2 separate regions of the Capra hircus genome follow, and region 2 is linked to region 1. The links are chromatin contacts, called in public Hi-C maps. All regions are on one chromosome and are shown on one strand. The core of a region is the stretch at or near the end of the contact, and the rest is flanking DNA. Distances in the headings are between cores, read along the strand shown.

The links. Hi-C and Micro-C count contacts between places; a contact is called where the count stands out from the background.
Region 2: a Hi-C map of blood shows a contact between it and region 1, with 2.1 times the contacts expected there. The contact joins two enhancer-like sites. A contact is called at or near these places in 3 of 5 Hi-C or Micro-C datasets (blood and liver).

What each region holds. Positions count from the first base shown.
Region 1 is chr16:74,019,996-74,023,441 of ARS1.2, forward strand. No RefSeq gene overlaps it. Among named protein-coding and RNA genes, the nearest start is that of CD34, 49 kb to the right of the region's middle. Within about 2 kb of position 1,921, at least 4 of the 5 cell types and tissues checked have an H3K27ac peak or open chromatin away from gene starts, as enhancers often do.
Region 2 is chr16:74,093,983-74,097,367 of ARS1.2, forward strand. It overlaps CD34 (hematopoietic progenitor cell antigen CD34), which reads left to right. Exons shown (of 8, transcript XM_018060790.1): 8 at 1-186. Among named protein-coding and RNA genes, the nearest start is that of CD34, 25 kb to the left of the region's middle. Within about 2 kb of position 2,044, at least 3 of the 5 cell types and tissues checked have an H3K27ac peak or open chromatin away from gene starts, as enhancers often do.

The sequences.
Region 1 (3,446 bases), core at 671-3,170:
AGACTCGAGACCTATTTCCAGGTCGGCTGCCAGCTTGCTGAGTAACCTGGGCCAGTCACTTCCCCTCTCTGGGTCTCAGTTTGTCCCTCTCTGTACTGAGGGCTGTGTGCCAGAAGATCTCCAGTGAGGTCATCCAGTCTAGACGTTTCTTGAAAAAGATGAAACACGGGTGTCATCATAAAGAGTCACGTGGTGACTCTTCCAAACTCATGTTCTGTCCCTCGCATTGTTATGGGCGCCTCCATCACCAGGCCTCTGATAACCTATGGGGAAGCAGGTGAGATGGGGTTACATCGTAAACCACAGATCCCTGCAGCCAGGATGAATCTTCAGAAATTAGATACAAGAAATGCCCTAGCCTGGAAGGCATGACTTCCCCCAAAGTGGCAAAACCTTGGCAAGTGCATACCTTCATGCCTGAAGCTGCTTTCCCCCCACCAACTCCAGGCACAGACTCAGCAGTGGGAAGAACATGAAAATGGAGGGAAGCCCTTAGGAAGCCGTTTCCCAGCACATAGCCTAGAAACACAGGTGGAACTGAGCATGGGCGGAGGCCAGTAACGCTTTTTTGTAATTAATCTTGGAATTTCCAAGGAGAGAAAACACACTGCAAACTGACTCCCGGAGAAAAGCACAAGGAGGGATCATAGAAGATTAAGGACAATTCAGGCTCAGGGAGGACCTGGCCTGCCTAGCTAGCTGGCAACGACGAACTCCAAGAGAGCTAACTGTGCACAGCGTGGTTGCCTAAGTGGACTTGGGCACACAACGATCACTGTCCTGTGGGGGTTCACTCTCCACAGCTAAGCCCCCCTTGTGGGATGCCCTTCAGACATCGTTATGACTGGACAAGTCCCCAGCAGCTCTTCCATCTTCACTCCCACCTTGCAGAAAGCTTGCCTCTCTGGAATTGTTCTTAGTCCACACGCATTATGTCTTTGTGGGGTGGGCAAAGGGGAGCGTCAGCCCCAGTTCATAGACCTAGGGGGTGGAATTTAAGGGCTGGCCAGGGTTTTTCCAGTAGTCATGTAGGGATGTGAGAGTTAGACCATAAAGAAGGCGGAGCGCTGAAGAAGTGATGCTTTTGAACTGTGGTGTTGGAGAAGACTCTTGAGAGCCCCTTGGACTTCAAGGAGATCAAACCAGTCCACCCTAAAGGAAATCAGTCCTTAATATTCATTGGAAGGACTGATGCTGAGACTGAAGCTCCAATACTTTGGCCATTTGATGCGAAGAACTGACTCATTGGAAAAGACCCCGATGCTAGGAAAAACAGAGGCAGGAGGATAAGGGGATGATAGAGGATGAGATCGTTGAATAGCATCACTGACTCCATGGACATGAGTTTGAGCAAACTCCAGGAGATAGTGAAGGACAGGGAGGCCTGGCGCGCTGCAGTCCACGGGGTCGCAAAGAGTCGGGCACGACTGAGCGACTGAACAACAACAGGCTAGTCACTTCTAAGTCTTGACCCCGCCCCACCGCACCCCGCTGCCTCCCTCGTCCTCCCCCAGAGCCTCGCTCAAGGTCAGGGAGGAGGGAGCGGTGGTTCCCAGCACTGCGGTCACCTGACATGTACTTTACAGGCTGTTGACTCCCAAACAATACAGTCCATGCTGATCTGCAGAGTATCTTCCGCCTAGTTTTCCAGTAAACTGTTCCCACCGAACAAACACGCAGTCTCCCGGTCCCCGCGCGGACCTGGAAAAACACAGCGCTTGGCTGGGCTCCCGGCCTGGGGTTCGCCTGCCATCCGCTCCCGGCCAGCGCCGGCCGCATATGGACGCACGCGGGGTGCCCTGGTGCCCAGCTTCCACTGGGGGGCGCCCGCGGGCCGCGGGAGCGCCGGCCGCTCGCGCCCCGTCTCCCGGGCGCGCCCGGCCCGCGCCTGCGCACACCCGAGGCCGCCCCGGGCCCCGCGCCCGGGAGCCGCGCTTCCGGCGGCCTTGGCTGTGGAGGTTACCCCGGGCCACTCTCCCGGGAGGGCTGGCTCTGAGGTCCGCGAGCGGGAACGCAGGGCCGGTGTCCGCCCTGCGGAGACCCGGCGGCCGTGTTCCGAGGCCCCAGGGGCGCGATCAGAGGCGGCGGCCTGCGGTGGCGAGGGGGGCTTTTAGGAAGAATTATTCTTCCTGAATTTAGGAAGCAGCCGCTGCTCCTTAAATCCCGGAGCCGCTCTCTTCCACGGCTTTGGCCGCCCGGCTGGCCTCGCGACGTTGCGTCCTCGGGTCCACCGACCGCCTGTCAGCTCCAAGCCGAGCAAGGCCGCCTCGATTTTCAGAAGTCGCACCGACCGGGCAGGGGAGGCCTGGGGCGAGGGCGACTGGCGCGTCCATGGTACAGAGACAGCCGCAGGAACGGAGGGGCCGACGGGCCAGTTGGACTTACTGCTCACCGAGTCCCAAGGTCAGAGCGGGGAACGACGCCAGGAATCAGCCAGACACCGATGGGAGAACTGGGAGAGCACGTTGTCCAAGGTCACTGAGTTTGCTGGCAAGGAGCAAACCTTACCGTGTGAGCCCTTAGTTTCAGTTCAGTCACTCAGTCGTGCCCGACTGTTTGCGATCCCATGGACTGCAGCACGCCAGGCCTCGCTGTCCATCACCAACTCCGGAGTTTGCTCAAACTCTTGTTCATCGCGTCGGTGATAGCATGCAACCATCTCATCCTCTGCCGTCCCCTTCTCTCGCCTTCAGTCTTTCCCAGCATCAGGGTCTTTTCCAGTGAGTCAGTTCTTGGGACCCTGTAATGGTTCCCCTAGCTCTTGGGAGAAGGTTCGAGCTCCTTCAAAGGGCCTCAAGGCCCTGGGGCATCATCAGCCCCTGCTTACTCGGCAGCAGAGCCGCTCCCTTCGCCTCTCTTCATCTCTGGGCTTGGCCAGGTCCAGTGAGCCCAGCCTCCCGCAGCCCTAGTCTCTGCGGGCAACTCCTCCTTGTCTTCTAGCTCCAGGCTCACACGCCATTTCCTCTGGAAAGCTCTCCAGGCCTTCCCCTGTGCCTCACGCGCAGAGCCCTGTCCAACAGCGGGGCCAGATAGCCGGTGCCACACTTCCCTGCTTCTTTACCTGGAGTCCCCTTCCACCCTGAGACTGTGCCTGGGGCCGTGATACAGTGAAGTCACTCAGTCCTCTCCGACTCTTTTCGACCCCATGGACTGTAGCCTACCAGGCTTCTCCATCCATGGATGGGATTTTCCAGGCAAGAGTACTGGAGTGGGTTGCCATATCCTTCTCCAGGAGATCTTCCCAACCCAGGGATCGAACCCAGGTCTCCTGCATTGCAGGCAGACGTTTTACCACCTGAGCCATCAGGGAAGCCTTTGATAGGCACTCTATAAATACGGGATGAATGAATGAATGGGCAGAGCTCCTCCCATCTGGTTTCTGAACCTATGTACTTTTCAACATATTGCACACTGACCCTTTACTCTTGTAACTAAAGGCTTATGGC
Region 2 (3,385 bases), core at 794-3,293, 74 kb after region 1:
GGTGACCCAGGTCCTTGTTTTTTTTTTTTTTTTCTTTTTCCAGAAGGGTGAAAAGGGATCCTGATTTCAATGACGGTTGGAAATAGAACTTTCCAGAGATAGGAAGATGGGGTGGATTTTTTGTTTGTTTTTCTGAATGAAAAATGCTGTGTGTAAATAATGTAATTAAAGTGATACTGAAACACATCTGTCTGTGTTCTGTGCCAGCTGGGTGTGTCTGAAGACCAGAGCAGAGGTCTCCCCATGAGACCTAAGGGGACCATGCGGGGATGTGGGGGGTGGGGCTGGCCATCTCAGGGTACCAACCAGGATGCTACCTTTCGTCTGGGCCTACTGACTGCTCCCCTCTCTGGGGGGACAGGGATGCTCTCAGGGAAGCTGATGCTCCTAGTTGCAGAAAGAAAAGCAGAGAGAATGCCCAGGACTTAGGAGCCATGCCCTTCGTGAACACCTTCTGAGAAGAGGTACATATGCAAAAGATGCCAGGCCATGGGAAGGAACCAGGGCCTGTGAACTCTCAGCTGTCACCCATCCCTGCCCCCAGCTCCGGGCACAACAGTGAGACACAGTGTGGGAACGTCTTTCTAAGAGATCTGGCTGCCCGCCCCTGGAGGGGGTGGTTTCCACCTCCGCATTAAGAAAGCAGCGTAACTGCAAAACTGTCTGTAAGCGAACCCCCACCCCCAGAGCCCAGACACCCCCACCCACAGAGCCCAGACACCCCCACCCCCAGAGCCCAGACACCCTCACCCAGAGCCCAGACACCCTCACCCAGAGCCCAGACACCCCCACCCCCAGAGCCCAGACACCCCCACTCCACCCAAGCCCATAGGAAGTGGGGGAAGGGGAGCTGTCAGACATTCAGGACCTTCGGGAAAGGCTCCCAAGTGTGTCAACAATGGCAGAGGTAGTTGGGGCCAAACAAAGGATCCTTCCAGGCTTATCTGGCCCAGGCCAGACCTTTCCCCTCAGCAGCACACCCCGCCCCCCGCCCCACTTCCCCCTTGCTTTTCTCCCACTGCTCTAACCAGAGGTTCCTCCCCAAGACTTGGGGAGGCAAAGGGAGGAAGTCTTGAGGTTTCCTTAGAAGGTGACAGCTGGGGGTTGGAGAAAGGGAAGATGTTAAAATTAAAAAAAAAGTCAGGCTGGCCTCTATCTGGTCACACATCCTGCCCTGAGAGTGACTGGAGGAGAGTCTGGCCAGGTAAGGCCGGTGGTACAGGGTACAGATTCCCGGGAAACCAGGAGGAGAAAAGGCAGCTGGGTCTTTAAAACTCCTTCAGCCTCAGGCTCAGTTCAGCTCAGTCGCTCAGTCGTGTCCGACTCTTTGCAACCCCACGGACTGCAACACGCCAGGCCTCCCTGTCCATCACCAATTCCCGGAGTTATTTCAAACTCATGTCCATTGAGTCAGTGATGCCATCCAACCATCTCATCCTCTGTCGTTCCCTTCTCCTGCCTTCAATCTTTCCCAGCATCAGGGTCTTTTCAAATGAGTCAGTTCTTCACATCAGGTGGTCAAAGTATTGGAGTTTCAGCTTCAACATCCTTCCAATGAATATTCAGGACTGATCTCCTTTAGGATGGACTGATTGGATCTCCTTGCAGTCCAAGGGACTCTCAAGAGTCTTCTCCAACACCACAGTTCAAAAGCATCAATTCTTTGGTGCTCAGCTTTCTTTATAGTCCAGCTCTCACATCCATACATGACCACTGGGAAAACCATAGCTTTGACGAGACGGATTTTGTTGGCAAAGTAATGTCTCTGCTTTTCAACATGCTGTCAGCCTCAGGCTCAGCAACCTGTAACAGTACATTGCCCTGAGTTTGTCAGAATGTGTAGGCTTTGGGAGCAAGCCGTGTGTGTGCGTGTGCATGTGCGTGCGTGCGTGCGTGCGTGTGTGTTTAGGGGACAGCGTGGGGTGGCAACTGGTTCTTCTTGTTGCTGGACAGCTTGCCGTGAGGGGCCCATTGCTGTCTAGAGGAATCAGAACTTCCCCCGCCTTTGATTTGAGCATCTTGGTGTGGCAATGGCTCCACCTGATGGCCATGCTGAGCGCCTACCACTCAGTTTCGTTCTATTGCCTCCATGTTGGGTTTCTCTCCCCTGCAGCCCCGCCCTTCAAACAGCCTAGTCCAGAGGATTCCACACCTGAAGCTCATTTAATTATAGACTGTGACGATTGGAGGGCACTTGAAAGATATTTTCAAGTCAACAACCTATGGCATAGTTACAAACTGAGGCCCTGAGAGGGGAGGTAGCTTGCCCGGATGACCTGGAATTCAGAAGTCCTGAATCCAAAGCTTTCCCCACTCTTGTGCTGGGACCTCAGGGTTCCTGCAGTTGGATGTCCTGAAGCTGGTGAGGGCAGGGTCAGGATAGGTCTGGGGCTTTGTGTCTGGGGCATTTCCTCAGAGGGTGCTTTCTCAGGTCTGGGTAGCCAAGCAAGTCCCCTGACCTTGGTTCCCTCTGCTCTGCCTGCAGTCAGCCCTGGAGAATTAACCTTGGACTGTGGAAAAATGTACCTAGGTGTATCTTCTGCTAAATTTTCATTTCATGGAAAAAGAGGACTGTCCCCCTAAGTCTGGATATATGTGTTGGTGACAGAGTGGCCCCCTGGTTTTCAGAACACATATACAGAAATAAACTGCACAATAAAGGTAATGTGCTTGAACCATCCCCAAACCATTCCTCTTCCTCAGCCTGTGGGAAAATTGTCTTCTGCAAAACTGGAAGGGTTGGGGCCCATTAGACTGTAGAGATGGGATCAAGAATGGTCACCCCTGGGAGCAGGGCAATAATAGTGGCAGTAGGGAGACGAAGTGGAATTCAAAAGGACATTTTGAAGGTAGAGTAGGTAGGACTTGCTCCATCATTTATTCCTTCAAGTGATAATAACAATAATCATGGCTAACATTTATTGAATACTGGCTGTATCAAAATTGAGATGCCACATCAAAATTTAAATAGTGTATTTTTGGTTTAGTAGCCACAGAACCCCTATGAAGTAGGTTCTATGATCTCAGAAAAAGAAATGAAAACTCCCTGAGAGTAACAAGGGCCTATGCTAGGGACTCGGAGGCAGAGGCAAAGATGAACACGACGTGAGTTTGAACTCACGGATCTTTCTTGGCCATGCAGTGCCGCCTACTGGTGGGATCCTAGTGCCCCGCCCGGGATCAAACCCGCGCCCCCGCCTGCAGTGGAAGCATGGAGTCTTAACAGCTGGACTGCCAGGGAGTCTCAAACGCACAGAGTTTTAAATCTTGGGGCTAATACAAGTGCACTCAAACAAACACATAAAAACAAAGAGAGAAGTTCCCTGGCAGTCCGGTGATTAAGAACCCGCCTGCCAATGCCGGGGGACATGGCTTCAATCCCTGA